Linked DNA regions of Mus musculus: regions 1, 2 and 3 are each linked to region 4. Evidence: chromatin contacts called from public HiChIP or PLAC-seq and promoter capture Hi-C data. All regions are on one chromosome and are shown on one strand. The core of a region is the stretch at or near the end of the contact, and the rest is flanking DNA. Distances in the headings are between cores, read along the strand shown.

Evidence for each region. Promoter capture Hi-C pulls out the DNA fragments that hold promoters and counts their contacts. HiChIP or PLAC-seq counts read pairs in DNA pulled down with a chosen protein or histone mark. Capture Hi-C pulls out chosen DNA fragments and counts their contacts.
Region 1: a contact with region 4 is called in a promoter capture Hi-C map of second pharyngeal arch cranial neural crest. The contact joins the promoter of Ippk here to the promoter of Id4 in region 4.
Region 2: a contact with region 4 is called in an HNF4G HiChIP or PLAC-seq map of pancreatic cancer cells. The contact joins the promoter of Rnf144b here to the promoter of Id4 in region 4. A contact is called at or near these places in 3 of 39 promoter capture datasets (cranial neural crest, embryonic stem cells and second pharyngeal arch cranial neural crest) and 3 of 115 datasets of contacts at active chromatin or transcription factors (astrocytes, forebrain and pancreatic cancer cells).
Region 3: a contact with region 4 is called in a promoter capture Hi-C map of adipose tissue, with 5 times the contacts expected there. The contact joins the promoter of Kdm1b here to the promoter of Id4 in region 4. A contact is called at or near these places in 1 of 39 promoter capture datasets (liver), 1 of 484 Hi-C or Micro-C datasets (embryonic stem cells), 1 of 115 datasets of contacts at active chromatin or transcription factors (neural tube) and 1 of 9 other capture datasets (adipose tissue).

What each region holds. Positions count from the first base shown.
Region 1 is chr13:49,419,806-49,422,518 of GRCm38.p6, reverse strand. It overlaps Ippk (inositol 1,3,4,5,6-pentakisphosphate 2-kinase), which reads right to left and starts at 1,277. Exons shown (of 13, transcript NM_199056.4): 1 at 1,053-1,277. The coding sequence starts at 1,133.
Region 2 is chr13:47,192,655-47,195,354 of GRCm38.p6, reverse strand. Rnf144b (ring finger protein 144B) reads right to left here and starts at 1,352. Exons shown (of 8, transcript NM_001170643.1): 1 at 1,235-1,352.
Region 3 is chr13:47,042,116-47,044,815 of GRCm38.p6, reverse strand. It overlaps Kdm1b (lysine (K)-specific demethylase 1B), which reads right to left and starts at 1,317. Exons shown (of 21, transcript NM_172262.3): 1 at 1,146-1,317. Tpmt (thiopurine methyltransferase) reads left to right here and starts at 1,599. Exons shown (of 9, transcript NM_016785.2): 1 at 1,599-1,712.
Region 4 is chr13:48,259,780-48,262,479 of GRCm38.p6, reverse strand. Id4 (inhibitor of DNA binding 4) reads right to left here and starts at 1,364. Exons shown (of 3, transcript NM_031166.3): 1 at 542-1,364; 2 at 133-195. The coding sequence starts at 982. The coding sequence ends at 151. It overlaps A330033J07Rik (RIKEN cDNA A330033J07 gene), which reads left to right. Exons shown (of 3, transcript NR_102303.1): 1 at 1-560.

The sequences.
Region 1 (2,713 bases), core at 28-2,527, 1.2 Mb before region 4:
GCTCACCTGCTCTCAAAGGAGAAGGGGGACTACAGACATGCCCAGGACCGAAGGGAGCAGAGTTTCTCCACCCCACTTACATTAGCACTCCTTGGTCACAAAAGGCCTTAAAACACTTCCAAGAGGGGCCTTCTCCTCTTCAGTCTACATTCTGAACAAATACACCAGGAGGTCAGAGGTGCCAACTAGACACAAGACCCAAGCTCTAGGCTGCTCAACACTCAGTACAGCTCCATACAATCTGAACTTCAGAGAGACAAAAGTACATCCTATTCCTCTCTTCACTTTCCTAATGCAGCCTACTGCTTCTCAGTGGTGGAGGTGTGAATCACCCCAGCTCCCTGAGTTATTAACCTTCTCACATGACACCTCCCCGCCTTCTACTCCCCCAGCCCACCACATTCCTGCTAGCTTGTAATCAGGCAGCAAAATGTCAGAGAAATCTGGGGCTGCACACAGATCCATCCATATGCTTCTCTTCCTTTAAATTCGCCTCCTTGGAAAGGACTACATCTTCTGAAACCGCCTTTCAAGTTGAACGAAGGAGAAACCATTTAAAGTATATGATCGGGACGCGAACCTGTGGCAGCGCCCCGTTCCTGACAGCGCAGCAGCAAGGCAGAACACCAGCTCTGTGGTTTCTCGAGGCTGAACTCCACTCGGTGGGCTGACAGCACTCTGGGAACTTTCCCCTGTGCTGCCCAGGCCCTGGTCCAGGCTCAGCCTCTGGCCCACCGTTGCCTGACAGTAAGACGAGCATCCCGGGGGAGGCTGCACGGTGTGAGGCCACGCGGCACGCACAGCGCATGAGGAAAGAGTACTGACGGGACAGAGAGAACCGAGAAGGGACACTAGGAGGAAAGGGGAGCCAACGGAGCTAGGGGTGCCGGGGATGAGTATGGAGCAGAGGAGGGTACTGTGGGGGTGCCAGGGAACCACCCGGGCGGAAGCTGGAGGAAGAGTCACGACCTGGGTACCTGGACGGTACCAGGCACAGAGCTTCGGGAGCCGTCGGGTGAGGCCCGGAGCCGGGCTGCCCGCCAGCCGCTCACCTGCGCGTGGGCCACCACAAGGCTCTTGTTGCCTTCGCCATGGTAACTCCATTCATTCTCGTCCATTTTCCCCTCTTCCATGCCCCGGCGCCCTGGAACTTCGCGGGCCGGGACGTGGGGACGAGAGCTGGAGGCCGCCCGCCTCGCAGGGCTCCCGCCGCAGCCGTCTGAAGAAAAGCGCCTGTCAGCTGCCGCCTGCGCTCTCAGCGGCGGCGACTTGCAGGCAAGGAGCGCCGGAAGCCACGCCCCCGGCGGCCGCCATTCCCAGAACGGTCAACTTCCGGGTCCCGCCCACCTTACCCTCGACGTCCAGGGTGGTAGGTGGAGTGGAAGCCATATTATGTGCTGGCAGAGTGACTCACTTCCGAAACGCGGACCTGGGAACCGGAAGGGAGGTTTCCGGATCTGCTCCCGGACCTTGAGGCCGGCGGCTTCCTGGCGCCCCGAGTCCGAGGCGCTCACCCTCGCACTGTCCTAGGGCCACGGCTGGATCTTCGTGGGGCTGCAGTAAGGCGCCGGGCGACTCTGAGCCTCCGCTTACATCTGTAGAATGGGATGCACCTTCAATGGCCTTGCTCCGGCCAAGAGAGCCATTAGGTGGTGTTCACACTACTCCGGGAAACGTGGCGAGGAAACCTCACCGTGGAGCCTTTGCCCCAAGACATCCAGAAATGCAGATGAGGCAATAGACTCTCCCACCCCATCCCAGCAGAAAGCAATGACCTCAGTTTATCCTTTAATGCGGGGAAGATTGGCCCTGCCTGGTAGAGCTGCCTAAAGAATTATATGCGGTCCTTGTGCTCTTAAAAATGATTTGGGGCTGGACATGGTGATGCTCTCAGCATTCTGGATGTGGAAGCAAGAGATTTCTAGGAGTTCGAGACCGGCCAGGGTTACTTAGTGAGATCCTGTCTCAAACATAATTTTCATATTTGTGTTAAATTGTTTGGCCACAGCACTGAATATTGCTGTAACTGGTGTATGTGAAGAAAATCCAGCTTAATGCAGGCAGATAGTATGGGTTTTTTTGTGTTAATTTTTCCAAGGAAGACTGGGAAAAAAACAAAAAAACCTGTTCATTCTAAATAGGACACCAACAACAGACTGAAAGATCCTAATAGAATGTAAAAGGTCACAGAAGCCCTCAAATTGGCAAAATAGATTTCATTGTTAGTAAAAGTAGCTTCACTGATTTAGAAAAATAGAGGTGCACAATGCTCTGGCCGCGCCTTGAACCCGTGTGTCTGCCAATGTTCTGACCGTTCCTTAAACCCAGGTGTGTGCCCACTGCTGCACCTCACTGCGAGGTGTTTGTGATATTGGTTGCTGGGATAGAATCGAAAAATCTCCCCAGTAACCACAGCCGGGCCAATCCAGAGTTGCTCCACCTGCACCAGACTCTTTCCTTGTACCCCTCCCATACCCATTTCTTAAGAATAGACATTGTTTAGATCTGGAAATCCCCTACTCCCCCCTTCTCCTCCCCCCCCCCCCCCGTGAGGGCCTATAAAAACTGGGACCCCTTTCCCCTCGGGGTCAACTCCTCTACCCCTGCGTGGGATACAAGTCGTCCCCAGAGCTCTGGCTTTCCCCCCAATAAAGCCTCAGGTGGTTTGCATCAAGTTTGGTCTTTTGTGAGTTCTTGGGGGTCCGCTATTATC
Region 2 (2,700 bases), core at 103-2,602, 1.1 Mb after region 4:
TACTTCCAACTTGATGCCCACTGCAAAGCAGAAAATGCTAACCGCGGTGCCCAAGGGCAGGCTGTGGGGTGGAGAAACTGGTAGCTTTGCACTTCATTACACAGCTATCTCCAAGTGGGTTTGTGGGTCTGCTTTAGATTTCTTTCCCTTTTTTTTCTCCCTCTCTTTCAGTTCAAGGTAGTTTCGGAAACACTTAAGGGTATGATGCCCATGAGGAAAAGGAGTGAGGTTTACAAAGAGCCAGTGAGGAGGAGGAGGGACCCAGCGAGGGATCATCTGTGAATGGAAGCAGAGAGCTAGAGACTCACCTCAGGGGAAGCTGCGGCAGATACTTTAACTGCCAACAGCCCCGTGAAGGCTGGCTGGGCTCCTTTTGCCTCTTGCCCACACCCTAAAAACTGAGTCATCTCAAAGTTCATTTATTTTGCTTCTGGGCAGAGACACCCCTCAGCCGCTGCTTCAGAAATGCTGAGGACCATGTCCTTCAGGCCATACCTCCTGCGCTAAAACCGACAGAAGTGCCTAGCCAGAAGCCCCGTGGTAAGGGTTCCAGCTCGGGTTTTGATAAGGTCGCTGGGGCTGAAAGTGCGAAGAAAGAAACCAGTGGAAACATACAGAGAACTGTCTTCTGAGAATTCGGCAAGGGGTGTGTGTGTAAGATTAACAGCAGAATCCCCGGAAAGGGCCCTGGGAGGAGCTCGCCAAGATACCCTTCCTGGGTGAAAAAACGGGATCAGTTTCATTCTAACATCAACTTGAAAACAGGGCAGAGCCTCTCTCTCTCTTATCAGCAATTACCTGATAAAAAATAATCACCATAACGTATAGCCCAGAATCCACGGTTAACGTAACGTATTATTCATAGCTTTGTGTGTCAACATACTACTGTGCATTTCCAAATAACAGAAGGTAGACAGCCAACTGTCTCTCCCGGAGACACACCAGAGGACTGATCCGATATGCAGTTTATGATAAGGTCTATAGAGATCACTCTATTAGAAAGTAAACTGATTTGTTTCGACCTTTTCAAAAGCACTTATTTTAAAAATAAATAAAGTTAACAGGTGTTTGAAGCATTGGAATGCATGCAGTTCTGCATGGCTTAAGCCCTGGAAATAGAATTTAGCCATAACCACCGGGTAGCCTCGGTCCCGTCCCTCTCCGTATTTTAGCTAGCAGCCTTCTTGGCTTGCAGCGCCTGTATCCTGCGCACTAGCACCCCTTCTAGACCTACCTGGCTGGAGCTGAAGTCCTCAGGCTGCTTGGCGTCTCTCTAGCAGGTCCAGCCTGGGCCAGCCGGGGCAGCGGGCACACCGCGGAGGAAGGGCTCTCTCATTCTCTTCCCTCTCCCTGAGTGCTCCGCCCGGCTGACAGCTTTACACTTTTGCAGGATTGCCACAGGACTCCACGCCCAGACCTACAGCTCGGGAAGAGGAGGAGTCCCTCTCCGCCTCCTTGTCTTGACAGGCAGGAACCTTGCAGAACCAGCCAGCAGCTCGGGGCGCGCAGCAGCCAGAGCGTTTATTTATACAGGAAGCTCGGCGCCGCACTTCCTACTTCCCATCTGGGTCGCACTTCGACTGCAGGTGATGGCCTTAACCCTGTCCGATCCCATGCAGGCAGAGCGCAGAGCAGTGGCTCTCAGGTCGGGGACCTGGCGTTGCCCCAGGAATCCTGCGCCGGGTGTGAGCAGCACCCCCCACTGCGCTTCCTCCTGCTCACCCGCAAGCTTCACCTTGCTTGGCCTGCAGCTCTTGCAGTCTCTGTGTGTCTTCACAGGCCACCTTTCCTCTTCTTCTTTTAACAGCCCTTGACTTGCCTGCTCACCTCCCTCAAACCCTTCCTACCCCCACCACCATCACCCTCCGCGCGACCCACCTCAACTCAAGTGTGTACTTTAGCTGTCCAAGTGCATCTGATGTGGGCAAATCAAGTTAGAAGCCTTAGTATACTTACAGTGATTTCACTTCAAGTGCTTTGTCAATAAAAGACGTGAGAAGCACATGTAAGGTAACTAGTTATATTTTCACTTAATGGAAATCCAACAGCTATTCCAGAAAACAGGAGTAGCAAGCCGCCATGACAGCGGATGCTTAATTATTACTGTGTTTTTAATAAATGGCAAACCCTCACTCTCACTGCCAGCCCCTACAGGTCACAAGAACAAGCCCAAACCTGTTGAACATTGCAGTTTTGAAAGATCTCTGGCACAGGGATTTTTCTGTGGGCTTTCTGCAACCTTCCTTTCCTTTAGCAGCTAAGGTCAGGATGTACTTCCTGAAGGGAATGGGGCTCACAGATGCTTCCTGGGACAGGTAAACGGGTGCTGTAAGGAAGCAGTCCACCTCTCAGCTGCTGGGAAAGCCCAGTTCAGAACACCGTGCGCATGCGCATGCCCCTATATGTAAAGCTAGAGGGGAAGAGAGGGACTGCAGACAGTAGAATACACAATAGGGACCTAAAGGTCTGAGTGGTACTTGCCTTTAATCCCAGCACTCAGGGAGGCAGATCTCTGAATTCGAGGCCAACCTGATCTACAGGGTGAATTCTAAGACAGCCAGGGCTACACAAAGAAAGCCTATCTTGAAAAACAAAACACAAAAAAAGGAACCTAAAATCATACAACCAGAAGACATTTGAGCTTGCAAAGTCCTAGTTATTTTAACCCAAACAAATGAGTTTAAAGAGGGTATTTAGGGG
Region 3 (2,700 bases), core at 68-2,567, 1.2 Mb after region 4:
ACACCTGGCGTGGTCTGCTGCTTGCTCGAGAACTTGGGCCTCGGTGGCTGGGTTCCAGATCACTCAACCCCAACTTTCTGCAGCTGGGCCTGCTTCTCTTACAGGCCAGCTGCGCCGACTATCAGCCATATGGACCGGGACCTGGTGGTGTGCAATCCCAAGGAAGGCTTGCTTGAGCCCTCATCAGCGGCCCTCGCGGCAGATGCCCAAGGTATCCGCTACACCAGCGAACCTGACGGCGCCTCGCTGCCCAAGGTGGGGATCGCAACCTGGGATCCCTCCTCCTGGCCGCGGTGCTCCCACTGCCCCACACAGGAGCCCAGCGTGGGGTTTCTCCTCACCACCACAGAGCGGGAAGGGAAGCCTGGGCCCCTCCTACCAAGCTTTGGGGATTCCCGACCACCCTGAGTGGGGAAGGCAGTCTGGTGTCCCCCCTCCTGGCTGCGGGGTTTCCACGTCCCTGGTGGGAGCACAGTATAGGGTCCCTCCTTTTGGCTACGGGGTTCCCTGGTCCGCAAGTGGGACCGCAGCCTAGGGTCTCTCTTCGCGACTGGCGGGGGGTGGTTTCCACGGCCCCGAGTGGGAGCCCAGAGTGGGGTTCCCTCCTTTGGGCTAAGAGATTCCTACAGTGGGGTAACTCCTCTACGTTAAGGGGCTCCTACAGCTCCGGGTGGGAGCAGAGAAAGGGGTCCTGCCTCCATGTAGATGGGTTCCCTACAGCGCTGGGTGGAATCCCAGAGTAAGACCCCTCCTCCAGGCTGCGGGGTTCCCATAGCCCAGAGTGGAAATCCAGACTGGGGTCCTGTCCACCCGGTCCGCAGCTGGTGCCGGCGCCAGAGTGCCAGGTGCAGCCGCCGCCCAACTCACCTCCGCCCGGCCGAGGCGCAAGCAGCTCCCTGCAGGGTTCCAAGAGAGCGACGAGTGGGAAAGCCCGCGGCGCCGCAACCCCGCAGCCCAGCGCGGGAAGCCCCGGCTTGCACAGGGTCCCCCACGCCACCCCTTCCAAACGCGGGACGCCGGGGAGCCCCGGGGAACGCGCGCGCCTCCAGACCAGGCTCAACACACAGCCGGCCGCTTTGTGCGGAGCTGTCACCCGAAGCCCGCCGCCACCCCCAAGCGCGCCCGCGTGAGGCTCGAGTCCCTACCTCAGAGCGCTGGCCAGGGGGCGAATGCTGCCCTGGGCTGCACCGGGCTGCACCGGACGGCCTGATCCGCACTGCCAGCTGCAGCAGCTCGGCCGCCGCCGCTTCCGCCCCTATCACGCCGTGACCCGGAGTGGGAGGAGCGCACAGGCCCAGGGAGCAGGAGGGTCCCGGCGCTCGCCCCGCCCCGATGATTTCCGCCACTGCGCAATCTCGGCAGCTGCTAAGGGCGGGGCCCTACGCGTTCTGGGCGGAGACCTTGCTTCGGGGCGGGGCTTAGGTTTGAAGGTGGGGCCTGGGCGGCCTGGGTGGGGTCACAGGGTCCTGGGAGGGGCCTGCGCGCCCTGGGCGTGGTCTGCACGCTGGGCGGAGCCTGCGTGTCCTGGGCAGAGTTCTCACGCCCCGGGCAGGGCCTATAGGACCGGAGCCTGGATAATCTTTTCCGGGGTGGGATCAGACCACATTGGGCGGGGCCTTCGCCCCTGGGGCGGGGCCTGTGAGTCCTTGCACAGCTCCCGGCTTACAAAGGCGGGCTAGTGTCTGAGAGGTAAGCAGCTAGCTGCAGCCAAGGTAAGTAAGTTCTCAACCGGTAGTAAAGGCGGTCATCTGCTAAGACTGTGTGAGCCTGTTACAGCGTTTTTTCAGAATGGGGCTCCCGAAAAGCATGGATGACCCAGCTACTTGAGTCCCGAAAAGGGGTTCCGATAACCGCAGCAAAAACTGGGAATAAATGATCAGACTAGAAATGCTTTGAGTCCGATGTATTAAGTAGCCCCTTGCTTAGTGGTGTGTTTCAGATAACAATGTCCACGTGTAAAATACTGAGCCATCCTGGAGATTTGTGGACTTCAGTGAAGTTAGCTTTTCAGTTTAATGAAATTCAAAAATAAAACTAAAGCAGAACCCAAGCATTGTTGTGTACGAGGAAGCTGAGGCAGGAGGATCAGGGCGAGCTAGAGGTCAGCCTGTACTATATAGTGAGTTCTAGATAGACCCTCTGTTAAAAATGAAAAAAAAAAATCCTAGGCAGAAAAAGATGTTTTTTAGGTAGGCATATTGGACGTAAACGTTTGTTAGTGGGAGTTATTGCGGATCTGTCTTTTCTCAACCTTGTACTTTGCACCTTTATTGTTTTTAGAATTTTTTTTTTTCTCAAAAAATGATCAGTGAGCACCACTCTGAGGCGCTGTTACAACAGCTAAGTGGTTGTGTTTAACAGCCCCAGCTTCGGTGAGGTAGAGCTGGGTGGGCTAAAGATCTTTCTTCTGTGTTCAGGAGAGCCCTTGTTTCTGTAGGGCACCTTTGGGCATCACAGCTTCTGATAGAGAGTGGAGATGGGAGGAGAGCGATTCTCTTGCTTTTCTGTATCCACAATAATCCCATACTTCCCTCCGACCTCTCAGAATGCTGGACTCTGCCCCCTGACATGAGCATCAGGGAAAAGCCTTTTGTTAGCAAATACTTGGCTGTGAAGTGCATTTCCGTTCCCAGAGTTGATGGGGATGGTCCTTCTTTAATCCTAAGCACAGAAGCTAAATCATGCAACAACAGGACATTT
Region 4 (2,700 bases), core at 115-2,614:
TATGGGTGTCCCCGGGGCTTTTACGCTTCGAAATGCTAGGGGACAAAGATCGCAGCAGTGCCTGGCACCGGCAGCCCCTGGGGAGGTGCGAGCATGGTAGCCCACTAACCATTCGGGGACCTGAGCGCTCACCTGGCCATCCATCGCAGCTCAGCGGCAGAGAATGCTGTCACCCTGCTTGTTCACGGCGCCGGCCTGGAACAGCAACCCAACACCAAGGGGAAAAACGGTTAGAGTGCGCATATCACAGTGTCGCCACCACCCAGGAGACGTCCTGGAAAACTAGGCAGGCGAGCAGAGTCCCCACCCGAGCCCGAAGCTGGGGAAGCCTCCTGTGATGCAAGGGACACTCCGGAGACGCAGGGCTCCAAGTCCCAACCGCCCTCGGCTCAGGGACCAGTGGATCACCAAGCCCAGCAGGCGGCTCTCGGTGGAGACGGGAGAAGCGGCTGTCATTCCCTGAGAGGAGCAAGACCACCCGTATCTCGCCGCCCCGCCACCTTTCCCGCGATGCCCAGGGTGCCCCGCCAAGGCTTCTCACCGGGTCAGTGTTGAGCGCGGTGAGTGGGGTCCGCGGCGGCGCGACCGGACAAGCCCCGGCCGGGTGGAGAGGTGGCGCGGGCGGTGGCGGCTGTCTCAGCAAAGCAGGGTGAGTCTCCAGCGCCAGCTGCAGGTCCAGGATGTAGTCGATAACGTGCTGCAGGATCTCCACTTTGCTGACTTTCTTGTTGGGCGGGATGGTAGGCACGAGCCTCCGCAGGCGACTGTAGCAGTCGTTCATATCGCACTGCAGGCACAGCGCCGGCTCATCGGCCGCCGCCTCGGCCGCCTTGCAGCGCGCGGCCGCCGCAGCGGCGGCGGCGGCTGCCGAGCCACCCAGGCTGTGGCCGTGCTCCGCCAGGCAGCGTAGCGCCAGCTCCCCGCCGCCGCAGCCCGACGGCGCCTTGCGGCCCGAGGGGCGCACCGGGCTCACCGCCTTCATCGCGCGCTTCCTGCGCGAGAGGACCGCGACAAGCGGTAGAGCGAGCTCCGGGTCCCCGCCCGCAATTTGCTTTGCTCCCCTCTCCTGCGCGTCCGGCGCTCGCAGCACCCGGCGGCTCCGAGCTCCAGAAATCGACCGGAGAGCTGCTCGGGGTTTTGGAAAGGGTATCTCAGGTTTTTGTTTTTTTGTTTTTTTTCTTTTTTTGTGAGCGACAATCGGCCCGAAGCAAAAGACAAGAAAAATCAAAAGCCCCGGAAAATAAAAAAAGTAGCCCACCCTGGTCCCTGAGCCGTTCCCTTCTGAGCTTCGACTAAGGTGGATCGCCCGGTGACTGCCCCCCCTCAAAGTAACGACTTCCAACCGCGCCTCCCAGCTCAACAGCGTCGCTCGGCTCCGGCACAGCAGTATTTGTAGAGCCGCGCGCCTTGGGGGCGGGGCCAGCGCGCGGGCCGGGTCGCCACAAGAACCGGACGCGGGCGAGCTCGGCGCGCGGGCGGCGGCGCGGAGGGAGGTGGCGAGGGCGGGGCGCCGGGCAACCCGAGGGCGGGGATGGGCGGGGGGTCGGGAGTGACCAGCCAATCAGGAGGACAGTGCCACCTCGGGGAATGACGCTCGGGCCAATGGGAAGGGCACTCCATTCCGTCAACGCTGTGGGAGGGGTGAATCTGAGAAAATGAGAGCCGGGTGGGAGTCGGGCCAGGATGGAGAGTGCCCGAGGGAGGGGAAGAGAGAGAGAAGTTCCTACGAAGAACTAGGGGAATGTGCTGGCTGGAATGCGTTCTCCATGGGCCTAAGCTGCTGAGGGACTCTGAGCCTTGTTTGTGGGTCCCCTGTCACTCTTCAAGGGGGGGAGTTCAGTCCCCAGGCCTTCAGTCCCTAAGATTCCAGTGCTTTCAGAAGGACTCGCTTTCAAGAAGCGAGTTGGTTCATTTGTCCATGTTATCCTCCTTCGGCATCACCATTCATCTTTGCACAATTGCGAAGCCCTTATAATGGAATGAAAACGGGTAGCCTTCCCGTATGTGTGTATGCATATACATGCAGGCTAAAGCTTAGTAAAAGAAAAATATAGGAAAAGAATGTCGAAAGCCGGATCCAGTGCAGGATTTCTGATGAAGGTAAATACACATAAAACAAGATCCAAGATCGTGGTGGGTTTTTCTTGGACCTATCCAGATGCAGAAGTGGGCTTAAGACATGCAATCCTTTGCGGGTGTTAAATTAGAGCATGCAGAAATAAAAAATGCACGGACACGAAGTGTTTAAAATTCCACCATGACATATAATATTAATCTGATTTATGTAAAATTCATACCTGTAACTTAATTTAAGCCATTAATGCACAGCTTCATATATTTCAGCGCACTTCGATTTGAATAAGGAAATAAGAATAGTCCAGAGGCTTCCCTGTAGAGCTACGAAATATTAGCATTCACATCTCCAGGGTCCTGCTTAGGCCCCACCCTGCTACAAGGCCTGTTTCTTTAAGGGTGTTGTGTGTGTGTGTGTGTGTGTGTGGCTTTTTAGCAGAAAAACAGTCCTTCAAGGGTTCAAAATAAGTGTTGCTTGTGTGTCCTCTTCAAGAAAAAACAACCAAGCTCTTCAGATGGCAAATGAGCATAAAGCTCACAGCTCATGGGAAATGAATTTCGAGTGCTTTCCCCCTGCAAGCCCTCCCACCTTTAGACATGCTTGAAGATGAATTAACCCGAGAATTT